Linked DNA regions of Mus musculus: region 1 is linked to region 2. The links are chromatin contacts, called in public ChIA-PET maps. All regions are on one chromosome and are shown on one strand. Each heading gives the region's core, a stretch centred on a gene start, on an enhancer-like site or on the middle of the called end of the contact. The rest is flanking DNA. Distances are from core to core; before and after follow the strand shown.

Region 1 (5,884 bases), core at 3,262-5,761, 120 kb after region 2:
CTGAGGACACATACACTGCATCCACCCGCTTCTGCTTCAAGAATGCTGGAATTACTGGTGTTTGATGCTCAAACTACTGATCCCCATGCTTCCATCTCCTAAATGCTGGGATTACAGACATATGCTCCCATACCTCATTAATGCAGTGCCAGGGATGGAACTCAGGGCTTTGTGCAGGATACACAAGCATGTGGCCTCTTAGCCCCCAGCCCAAGCCCCCCCAGCTCCAGCTCCAGCCCCAGCCCCAGCCCCAGCCCCAGCCACAGCCACAGCCACAGCCACAGCCACAGCCACAGCCCCTGCCCCTGCCCCTGCCCCTGCCCCTGCCCCTCTCCCAGCCTCTTTTTTCAGCTCCTGTCAACCTAGCTGTTTCAACCTGTGCCTTGAAACAAGCCCAGACATCTAGGAGTGAGTCACCTGTCCTTTCCCAGAATGGAATGGTGCATCTGTGTTAGTCATGTGACTCATGATCTCAGAGGCTTCTGTCCTCCATGGCAGGGATGGGCAAGACGTACAGCTTGGTCTGTGACGGTGGGAGTGTGTGGTTCAAGTTCCCCGACATTGCATTGGACCAGGGAGGAGAACAGGGCAGAGCCAAGGACCAAGGTGTAATTTCCAAAGGCCATCTCCTGGATGACAGCTTCTTCCAGCAAGTCCCCCAAGAACTGCCAGATGGGGACTAAATCATCAAAGCATGATGGGAGAAAGAGCAGGTATTTTAGATTCAAACCATATTACTATTATTCCTGACTGTCCTGACTGTCCCTAGTAACATAAAAACCTGCTGTGCTCTGAGATGACTCCCTGCTTTGTCAACTTGACTACATCTGGAATTAACTAAAACCCAAATAACTGGACACACCTTTCAGGAAGTTTTTGTTTTGTTTTTGGTTTTGTTTTTGGTTTTTGAGACAGGGTTTCTCCGTACAGCCCTGGCTGTCCTGGAACATGATCTGTAGACCAAGGAGACCTCACTTAGAACTCAGAGATTCACCTGCCTCTGTTTCCCCAAGTGCTGAGGCTAAAGATGTGTGCTACCAACACAGCTAAGGGATTTTTTTTTCTTTATTAAATCATCCAAAGTAGGGAAACACATTTCTAATCTGGATCTTTGAGGTGAGGAGATAAACCTTTCGTCCATGTCTTTTGAGGTGCAACGGTCCATCTTTACCTGGAACCACACCTTCTGCTGGCAGCCTATATACAGGACATAGATGAAGGAAGCTCTCGTCCTCTGTTTGCTTCTTCTCATCCTCCCTAGCAAATCAATTCCTTCACTGGCATTAACCACTTCTTTAGGATTCAGACGTATACCAAAGACCAGCTGAGACATCCAGCCTTGTGGACTGAACAGCTGCTGGATTCTTGGACTTTCCATGCATAGGCAGCCATTGTTGGATTAGCTGGACCACACCCTATAAGTAACTCTAATAAATTCTGTGTGTGTGTGTGTGTGTGTGTGTGTGTTCATTCTATAAGTTCTGTTACTCTAGAGAACCCTGACTAATAATATGGAAGGCTCATGTCCCTAAAGCCCTCCACTTTATCCCCTCCATATGCTATTCTTAAACCACGTTGAATGTCTTGGTCTGTTGAGAAGGAAAAGGCTTGGGTTCAGTTTCACTTCTAGTCAGTCACTCAGTTATGTCTTTCAGGAAGCTTCCCACGTCCCTCCCAAGCAAGACTGGAAAATCCTCAATGTACTAATGTTCTCTCTTTCTCTCTCTCTCTCTCTTCTTTATTTCTAGATTTTGCTGAGTTCAAGGAGGGCTGAGGATACGTGTTATTAATTTCTTTATCCTTAACACTGAATTAGTTTAAGAACTAACAAGCATATTAAAACAGGAAGGAAGAAAGAAAGGGAAGAAAGCCGAATGAAGGAGGGAAAAATTCAAGCATGATGGTGCATGTCTATAATCCCAGTACCCAGGAGTCTGAGGCAGAACGATTAGGAGTTCAAAGTTAGCCACCACCACCCCCCCCCACACACACACACATAATGGGGAATGAAAATCCTGGGGACATGACAGCATACTGAGTCTAGTTTTGTAGGCCTTCCAGTGGCTCTGAACAGTGTCTCTCAAATCCATTCTCCTCTGTGTTTGATCTTTCAGCTTCCACTCCCTGGTATTAATATAAAAATAGGATGCATTTATATGTGCTAAGTCACCATGATGACTTTTGGAGTCCTAGGCTGTCAGCAAGCTTGTAAATGTCTCTACTGACAGCAAGGCATAAAACCATCACCAAATACAAACACTGGTCTTTTTCCTGGTCACAGATACACGCTCTATTCCATGGACAAGGTCACTCACTTCTTGTGAACATAAGCTGTCCACGACAGCCAAACACGTGCCCACACACACCTTCAAAGAAGAGAACAAAAAAGTTCTTAGCAATTAATTCCCTGATGAGATCACTTATGGCCATCTCCACAAATGGAGAGGGACAAGGCCCAGAAAAATACAGAGAAGAACAAGAAAGCCAGATAGCCAAGCAATTAACTGTGGTGTGTACATGCATACAGACTCCACAGTGAAACTCCCTAGCAATGTTTTGCTCAGATTAATGATTAAATGGCTGTGTGTATTTTGACTAGAAGCCAACAGCTGGGCAAGGTAAGAGGGAGACATGGTGCCACGGTCAGCCAGGAATGAGAATCAGTCAGGCTTCTGTGCAGATAACCCAAGGCCTTGCACATGGATTCCCCCCAGGACTTCAACTTTGTTCTTTAGAGAAAGGTGTTTTTTTTTGTTTTGTTTTTTTAAGTCCAGACTGACTTCAAACCCATGATCCTCCTGCATCAGCTTAACAGTGCGGGGATAGCACAACATCCAGCTAGCTTCTCAAAATATTTAGCTCACCCTCTGACCCAGACCTGACGTTTGAACCAATGTTGGTTGTGTCTGGAGGGCAGAGTCTGGGGCTCTGAGGTCTGCTGCTGAGAGTCCTCTCCCCTCCGAGGAGCATGCCTATTCTTGACAGCCCACCCTTTCAACAGCACGTTTATTCCTCTTGATTCATTTTGTGCTCAGAAATGTCATTGCTGTGTGCGGAATCACGTGGGAGTCACCTGTTAGGGAGACTAGAGGCAAAGACAATCCAGTGCAGACTCCTATTTAGACAATGCCAGATGTCCATCTTGTCTCAGAGACGTCTGGGGGAGCCCAGGAAGGAAGACAGACTCTGTGGTTTATGTAAACTGTCAGCTTGGCAAGACCTAGAGTCACCTACTTATTTATTTATTTATTTATTTATCTATCTATTTATTTATTTATTTAGAGACAGGGTTTCTCTGTGTAGCCCCGACTGCCCTGAAATTGGCTATGTACACCAATTTGTCAGACTCAGAGACATCTGCCTGCCTCTGCCTTTGGCGCCCTGGGATTAAAGCCATGTGCCACCATGCCCAGCAATCTTAGTTACATCTGCTGTTGCTGTGATGAAACCTCAGGACCAAAGACAACTTACGCAAGAGAGAGTTGATTTTGGCTTTCGGTTCCAGAGGGCAAGAGTCCGTCACGTCACGGTGGAAAGCCATGGCAGCAAGCAGTAGGCATGTGGAGCAGGAACGGAGAGCTTACATCATCATTCAAAAACAGGAGTCGGAGAGCCGAGTGGACATAAGTAAGGTTTTAAACCCTCAAAGCCCACCCCTAATGGCTTACTTCCCCGAAGTGAGACCATACTTCCTGAACGTCTTCAAACAGCTCTACCAACTGGGGACCAAGTATTCAAATACTAGAGCCTATGGCGTGTGTGTGTGTGTGTGTGTGTGTGTGTGTTGGGGGTGGGGAAGTTGGGGGGCAGATAGGGGTGACACATCTTATTTAAACCACCAGAGTCATCTTTGAGCCAAGTCCTCCGGGCACAGCTGTGCAGAGAGTTCTAGATTAGCTTATCTGAGGTGGGTGATGCACCTGGCGGCCGGATAAACAAGCACCCATCGGTCTCCTGACTGCAGATGCAACGTGACCAGCTGCCTTCCTCACGGTGGTGGACTGCCGGTTCAAGGCATGAACCAAAACAAACACTTCTCTCCTCAAGCGGCTCTTGTTGGTGTTTGGTCACAACAAGGGGAAAGGTGACTAACACAGTCTCCTTCAGTGAAATGCACTCCACAGCAGGAAACCACACTCCTCAGATCAAAGGAGGGGGTCCCTCTCTGAGACTTCTTCCCTTTCTGCCTATCCTTTTCCATCCACATTTAAATTTAAAAAAAAAAATTTTTTTTGATGCAGGGTCTTATGTAACCTGGGCTAAGGACAACCTTTCTATATAGCACAGGCTGACCTTGAACTCCTGACCTTCCTGTCTGTAGCTCCCAGTTCCTGAGATTACAAGTGTGTGCTGCCACAGCTGCCCGCCCCCCCTCTATCCTCTTTTACTGACCACCTTCGTGTTAGGTTCAAGAGCAGAGAATACAGAACAACAACAACAAAAACTAGAGAGCGTGAAGCACTGGGTAGTAGAGCTAATGAATAACCAGCAAGTTCCATAACCCGCCTTGTGCACCTGTATCTCAGGGCCTGCTTTGACAGCAGGGCCTTGGTGGAGGAGGCTGCTGCCAGCAGCTCATTCAGCTAAATCAGTAATAACGTGGGTCTCAGAGCATCTTCAGCACTGTGCTCTATAATAACAGAGGAGAAATATATCCTAACTAAATCCAGGGTAAGGGTGTTGACTGGATGTGTGAATGTGTGTGTGTGTGTGTGTGTGTGTGTGTGTGTGAGAGAGAGAGAGAGAGAGAGAGAGAGAGAGAGCCAACACCAGCTTTAGCTCACTTGGTAACTGAGGCTGGCTTCAAACTTGAGATCCTCCTGTTTCAGTTTCCAAGTGATCGCATTACAGATACCATGTCTGGTTTTGACTGACTTTTGTTTGGAAAACACAAAAAGTCTTCTAGAAGACATTGCTGGATATTGCAGGAACATGTTACATGGCCTGAGAACAGGTGAGATGAGGTAGCTATTGTCAGCTTTTTTTAAAGCATAATAAAGGAAAGAGTGAGGAGAATGTCTTCATTTTTGAGAGATGTGTAGTCATGTATTTTAATTGACCTCTACATATCTCTACATTGAAATAGTCCAGAAAAATAGATGTATATGATAAGATGTAAGCAATAAGACCATCATGCGAGGTGTAAGAGTGTCATCCACGCAGTTCTTTCTATTGTACATCTGAAATTTTTCATAATGAGAAAATGTCCTGAGCACAATGCCTCACATCTATAACCCCAGAACTTGGGAGGCTGAAGAACAGGGCAGCCTGGGCTATGTAGCAAGACTCTGCTCCAACAGACAAAAACAACAATAACAAAAAGCAAGACAAAACCAAAACGAACCATTCTCTGTACTTGCAGTCGGCATACAAAGGCCTTTAATGAGCAAGACCTTCTACATGTTGATCAGCAGATAAAGGATTGCAGATACTTGTCATAGGTGATGCTGAGTGACAATATGCATTGTTTCCTCCGGTCGCTATGGCAACACAGCCACACACACACACACACACACACACACACACACACACACATGGGCTTTCCTTTACAGAACAGAAACTGAAGCCTGGTAAAGTGAAGAAGTTTATCCCAAGTCACGCTCTGGCAGCTAGCAGGGCCAGACCTAGTCAGGCTTTGATCGGGCTCTGTATTGCCTGCTCTTAACTGGTACCCCTCTGTTTATAGCTGCTCAGTAAGCCTTGAAAGTTAATGTCCAGTTAAATCCTTGTGACAGAGTCCATTGTGGTGAAGGGCAACCTGTCCACCTGCATATATAAACAACCATCATGAAGTCTTTCTGCTGAGGCAGGAAGAAGGGAGCTCTGGTGGTTGCTGGGGGGCAGGGAGTAGGGGGGAAGGCCTTGGGAGAGTGAGGGCAAGAAT
Region 2 (6,458 bases), core at 3,463-5,962:
GTGAACTGACAACACAGATGGGATTTGCTCCAAAAAAACCTTTCTAAACAAGTCCAGTTCCCCTGTATCCTTTCTTTTCCACTACCCCTGGTAGGTGGTAGGTTGAAAGGGAGGTTAAATCGTTTAAGATTAGGTCTGAAAAAAAATTAAAGTTACACCTAGTGGCTCACTCTCTTCCTGCTGCTGATGAATCCAGGTATAGAATTCTCAGCTGCCTCTCCAGCACCATGTCTGCCTGGAGGCTGCCATGCTTCCTGTCATGATGACAATGGACTAAACCTCTGAACTGTAAGCCAGCCCCAATTAAATTCTTTTTTTTTATAAGAGTTGTTGTGGTCACGGCATCTCTTCACAACAGTGGGAACCCCCACTAAGACACAAGCCAGGTCCTCAGAGAGCTGGCAGTGATGTGCTCCCACATATTTGGGAGTGGGGTTAGTTTCCTTGGGCTGCTGAACTGAAGGAGCACAAACCGGAAAACTTATAGATGTGTCTGATCTCTTGGCACTGTGACTCGATGTTGTCATCTACAAAGTTCATTTTTGAGAAATATGCAACCTAGTTACAAAAAAAATTCATGTTTTAATTAAGTTTGTGATTCTATGTGGAGATCTTGCTGGCCTGGGGCACACAGAGCCCAGGGATGAAGGGGAGACCGGCAGTCATCATGTGAGTAACTGGGGAGCCACTTTGCCTTTGCCGATGGGCCACTCCAGGATGTCCTGGAGTGTAGGGGAAGGTCATTGCATGGTGTCCTCCTGCCTTGACATCATATCCATGTTTATTGTGTTTTTAATGAAAATGTCCCTCACTGGGTCATATATTTGATGCTTTGTTCCCAGTTGGTAGAGCTGTTTGGAAAAGATTAAAGTGTGTGACCTTGTTGGGGGTATGTCCCTGAGGGTGAGCTTTGGGGTTTCTGAAGGTTCATGAACCCTCAAAGCTTTCTCTCTGCCTCTTGGTTGCAGATCAAGATGCAAGCCTCCCTCCACCATCATGTACTCTAACATCTAAAACTGAGAGCCAAACTAAAGGCTTCTTTTTATAAATTGCCTTGTTCATGGCATTCTCTCACAGAGACAGAAGACAACTTCTGTCTTTTTATAAAGACACAGACCACACTGGACTACCCCATCCCACTTACACCCAATTAAATCCTCAATGACTCTATTTCCAACAAAGTCACATTTTTAGGTAGATCCACATAGTTTGAGGGGACATAAACTCATTACATGACTCTCTAGGATAGAGACAGTAGTTGAAGCCATGAGACGAGATACTTGCTTTCCTGCTCCTAGGGAACAAGTAGAAAGAAGATAGACAGGGAAGCTAGCTTTGAAAATGGTTTTGTTGGCCGGGCGGTGGTGGCGCATGCCTTTAATCCCAGCATTTGGGAGGCAGAGGCAGGCGGATTTCTGAGTTCAAGGCCAGCCTGGTCTACAGAGTGAGTTCCAGGACAGCTAGGGCTATACAGAGAAACCCTGTCTCAAAAAAAAAAAAATTGTTTTGTTGGACTAGGAGGAGGAACCAGGGCACAAGACTGGAAGAGGAGAGAGCAGGTAGGAGTTAGGGGTCCTGAGAGCCCAGACAGAAAGTGTCCTGGGGGAAGGGGCTGGGGCCCAGAGATGAAGAGAGGATGCAGCAGAGAGTAAGAGAGTAAGAAGCACAGGGGAGGAGAGATGGCTCAGTGGTCCAGGGCTTGCCTTGTTCACCTGAGTTCAACCCCTGGAACAGACTACAAAAAGTTGTCTTACAGAAGAGTTGGGAAAAAGATTGAGGGACCCCAAGAGAAGAGGGACTCCACAAGGAGGCCAACAGAGTCAGCTAACCTGGACGCTTGTGGGGCTCCCAGAGACTGAATCACCAACCAAAGAGCAAGCACAAACAAAAGTTGGCCTAGGCCCCTGCACCTATAGCAGATTAGCAGCTTGGTCTTCATGCAGGTTCTCCAACAACTGGAGCAGGGGCTGTCCCTGAGACTGTTGCCTACCTGTCTGCCTGTATATCCTGCACCCCTAAATGGACAGCCTTGTCTGGCCTTAGTGGGAGAGGATGTGTGCCTAGTCCTGAAATCCTCTTGTGTGGGGCTGTGGGTGTGTGGGTATGAGGGTATGGGGAATTAAGATGGGTGTGGGGGGAGGGTTGACATCCAGAGGGGGGCTTCCCTTTCTAAGGTAAATGGGGGGAGGACTTACTTGAGGGGGTACTGGGAGTAGAGGAAGGGCTGATATTGGTTTGTAAAGTGAATAAATAAATTTAATTTTAAAAGTTGTCCTCTGATCTCCACATACACACCACACACCATCACACACACACACACACACACATACTAGCAATGCATAAGACAAACAAGAAGGGACATGAGGAAACAGCCACCTGGCCTGAAAAACAGAAGTCACACACTTCTGAAGCATGACCCTGGGAGAAGAGTCCTTGGGGACCTCAAGGGCTGAAACCCCTATTTTATGTTCTCTCCACACTCGTTCCACAGAGCCACAGGAATGAGGGAGCTGGGTGTCTTGCTCATTTCTGGATCCGGTGTGGATGCGGCACAGTGTATGGTAGTGAGTATGGCCTCAGATCTATCTGGTTCTTCTCGGCTATTAAATCCTGTATGGCACATTCTATCAGCTACCCTTTTATCAACACAGTGGGAAATTTAATTAGTTCCTGGTATTTTTTTGGTTTGGTTTGGTTTTGGTTTTTAGTGACAGGATTTCTCTGTATAGCCCTGGCTGTCCTGGAACTCACTCTGTAGACCTCGAACTCAGAAATCTGCCTGCCTCTGCCTCCCAAGTGCTAGGATTAAAGGCGTGCGCCACCACCGCCCGGCTGTTGCTGGTATTTTTGTTTGGTAAATGTCTTTAGGGTTTGAATAACTCTGATAAAATGCTATGATCAAAGGTAACTTGGGAAAGAAAGAGTTTAAATTCACCTTACAGTTTAAAAATCTATCACCCAGGGAAGTCCGGGCAGGAGCTGATGTAGAGGCCATGGAGGAGTGCTGCTTACTGGCTTACTCCTCATGGCTTGCTCAGCCTGCTTTCTTATTGCACCCAGGACCATCAGCCCAGGCAGGGTGGCACTGCCCAAGTGAGCCGGGCCCTCCCACATCTATCACCAACCAAGAAAATGCACCACAGGCTTGCCCACCGGCCAATACAGTGGAGTCAGTTTTTTAATTGACTTTCACTCCTCCAAAGTTGTGTCCAGTTGACATAAAACCAGCTGGTACAATAACATTCATTAAATGAGATGTAAACTGGTATTCCATTAATGAACTTACCCAGAATTCGTTAGGTACCTACATGGTATTAAGCGCTACACATACTGACTGTCTATAGCTGCTTCCCAAAGTTTTGGCAACCATCAAGTGCGCATTTGTCTACATTCTGGCCCATTTAATAGATGGAAGAGCAGAGGACCAGGTGGCAGGGCAGGGAAGAGTGGTGGTAAGACACAAAGAGAGGAGCCCACTTCTCCCTGGCACACTTTGATAAAAATGTTAAACTTTTACCAGAGATCTGCTAAGTTCTTAAGTCTTCCTTCCGATGCTCATTCTGACATATAAGCAAGAGCTTTTACCAGATGAGGCAATTGGATGCCATGACCAATATTAGGCTGGAACCCCTGCTCACCCCCTGCACAAGGTAGGGAAACCACGCCTGCTCTCCTTCCCCAACCCTGCCCCCACAGAGACACCCTACCGCCACTCCTGTCTGCTTGGAGAAAACTCCTGGCTAACACATCATCACTCCTGTCTCCCTGTTTCCAGCATCCCACCAAGAGTGCCCACCCAGGGGCTTAGGTTTTGACCATGTATGGACACAAGACTAGCTCCTAGCTGGCAGGTCATCACTCCTTGCCTAAAACCTATAAAACTGCCTTGCTTTATTCTAGGAGTGGGACTTTGCTGACCCCCACCTGTGAGATTGGTGAACCCTCCTGAGAGCTGCCAGCTAATAAACCCGTCTTTATCTATTTTTAATCTGGCCTATATCTGTGTCACTGAGAGAGAGAAAATGTCTATCAACCAAGAGCAGATCCTGCTGGGCTCCACCTTCTGCCCTGGCTGTCTTACATAGACTCAGATAGCCAGCTGACTACCTCATGGCGGTACCAGCCACAGGTACTTACACACACTCTACAGGAACCTTAGTAAACTATACAACTATTGCAACCCATTGCTTGGCTCTGGAAGGTGCAACCTGAGCCAGGGTTGTTTCACACAGTCCATATCGACTGCTGGCTGTCACAAGCCTTGTTGAACTCTAGAATTTTGTTATTCCTTTCTCAGATGAAATAACTTCTCGATCATCACTCTCTCCCTATCCTTACTGACAGAAGGTATCCTCATTACCTCAGTGTACTAATCTGTAAAATAGAGAGAGAGAAAAAAAGTTTCCTTTGCAGGATTCCTTGAAGGATCAAGACGTAAGCGTACGGAGAGCTTGGTACACAAAGGGCTCTTTGGACATTTATTGTCATTATAAACCGCAAGGCCCAGTTTCCTCTCCCCTTACTGGGCGCTCCGACTGGCCTTTGTGCCATGCTGCACTCAGGCACTCCATTTTTCTGCCTGTAACAAAGAGAGGAAGTGCGAGGCTATTGCTTGCCTCTCTAGCGGGAGGTTGAGCCCAGCTGGTGCTTTCCCCACCGCTCCCGGCACCTAGAACTACAACTCCCAGCGTCGCCCGCGGCGGCAGCAAAAGATGCGCATGCGTTGAGCGCCGCCACGCCTGGTCTTGGGCGGTAGACTAGAGCGGGTCTTGCTTAGTAGAGCGGGCACATCTTGGAGCTCGCGCCTCCTGCGGCGTCGCGGTCCCTGGTGAGCCGTAGAGGGCCAGTGCCATGATCCGACAAGAACTCTCCACGTCCTACCAGGAGGTGCGGACCGGACGGGCGCGGAGGGCGGGCAGGGCGCCGCGACCCCGGTGCAGGTGGATGATTGGCACTCCGTGGCATGCGGGCTCTGCAGCAGGTGGAGCCCCTGCGTGGTCCCGGCACGCGGGGATAACAAGGGACCCTGGAGTCTGGCTGTGGGGAACGCGTGTGGCCAGCAGCTCCTCGGCAGCTCCTCGCCTTCCCCAGAACCCCAGCAGCCCTTTGTCTGTCGCCCGAACCTCCCGCTTCCCTTCGCAGAGCCGCGCTGGCTCCGGGCCCCTTCTGTTCCTCTGGTGTGGGGCTTCCCCGGCTCTGCCCTGCCTGGGTGTCTTTCCGCGACGCCGCATCCTTAGCCGTCAGCCACCACTGTCCAGGTTTGCTCGAGGCCGTGCAGCCGCCCCATGCCGTTAGACCTTGTCCAACCGGAGCAGCCCAACCTTAGCTTGTCTCCATGTCCGTCTCCACCCACGGAGGCCCTGGCCACACTGGAAACTCACACTCTCCAAACGAGTTAGCAGCGTGCTGAACTCAGCGCCCTGGGGTCACTGATGATCCCGGGTGAATACCAGGATGCAGACAGCTCTTGCTTCTGCGGAGTTTTGGGGTACTAGCTTCAGAGGACCGCAGTGTAGCAGAGCTTATAAGATAATGTATTGAAATACAGGCTGTTGTCCTGTTCGCAGAGCAAGGCCACAAGTAGATAGATTCAGGTGCTCACTGGAATCGTGCCTAATGGTAGAAGGCGTTAAAGAGGCCCCGCCTCCCTTTGCGTTCTTCAGATCTGTTTGAAGTCCCAAGAAGACTGGCTTGCATCTTTCTTGCCCGGGTTGTTTTGAGAGCGGACCTAATGAAATTAGGTATTTGCTGAGGTTCCGCTCTAGAAAGGAGCTTTCTGAGAAGTTTGGCCTGGGATAGGCAAAGGCTTGTGCTGGCTGCTGAGTATCAAGAAGGCGATTGGAGGGACGGGGATTGCCACTATACCTGGGTTCTTGGGACCACTGTCCCTCTTGAGTTTTGTTTTGTTTTGTTGTTGTTGTTTTGGTTTTTTTTTCTTTTATGTAAATCATCTAGGGTAAATGTGAAAGATCTCTGAGGGCTGGGGGTGTCTGTAGCCGAGATGGTTCAGTACTTGCTTAGTACTAGGAGGTAGAGGCTGAAGGCCCAGAAATTCGAGGTCATTCTCCACTATAGTGAGTTTGAAGCCAGCCTGGATTACATGAGACCCTGTCTCTGAGTGGAGAAAAGGTACCTTTTCATGTGATATCCCGATGAGCCTGGGCTGGACCCCTGCAAACCACGGGGTTCACCTGCCTAAAATGATGGGACACTGATCCCGGACTTTGCTTTCTCAGCAGCAAGATTTCTCCCGTCTGACAGGTCATGTGAGAAGACTGCTGAGCTAGATTGCGGTTGCCTGGTACCTGGACATCTGTCGCCCCTGCTTTGCCATTTGCACCCACATCTGTGGGCTTTAGTGTCCCACGGAGACACCAGTTTTGCTGTTGTCAGTTTTTTTTCTCTGAGTGGACTCTAAGCCACATTTCCTCTTCCTCTAGGAAGTGGTTAGGACCGTG

Evidence for each region. ChIA-PET counts read pairs in DNA pulled down with a chosen protein or histone mark.
Region 1: an RNA polymerase II ChIA-PET map of effector CD8 T cells shows a contact between it and region 2, with 42 read pairs. The contact joins the enhancer-like site here to the promoter of Pacc1 in region 2. A contact is called at or near these places in 2 of 39 promoter capture datasets (the C10 cell line and pre-B cells), 2 of 484 Hi-C or Micro-C datasets (the G1E-ER4 cell line and nephron progenitors), 4 of 115 datasets of contacts at active chromatin or transcription factors (the 230-238 cell line, bone marrow-derived macrophages, effector CD8 T cells and 1 more) and 3 of 9 other capture datasets (adipose tissue, liver and pancreatic islet).

What each region holds. Positions count from the first base shown.
Region 1 is chr1:191,442,095-191,447,978 of GRCm38.p6, forward strand. Gm32200 (predicted gene, 32200) reads right to left here. Exons shown (of 6, transcript NR_151615.1): 3 at 3,472-3,492; 4 at 418-679. Among named protein-coding and RNA genes, the nearest start is that of Gm31987, 12 kb to the left of the region's middle. Within about 2 kb of position 4,512, at least 102 of the 459 cell types and tissues checked have an H3K27ac peak or open chromatin away from gene starts, as enhancers often do. A contact at or near this core is called in the 230-238 cell line, the G1E-ER4 cell line, effector CD8 T cells and 3 more, where this site is marked.
Region 2 is chr1:191,321,190-191,327,647 of GRCm38.p6, forward strand. It overlaps Pacc1 (proton activated chloride channel 1), which reads left to right and starts at 4,713. Exons shown (of 8, transcript NM_025864.4): 1 at 4,713-4,887. The coding sequence starts at 4,852.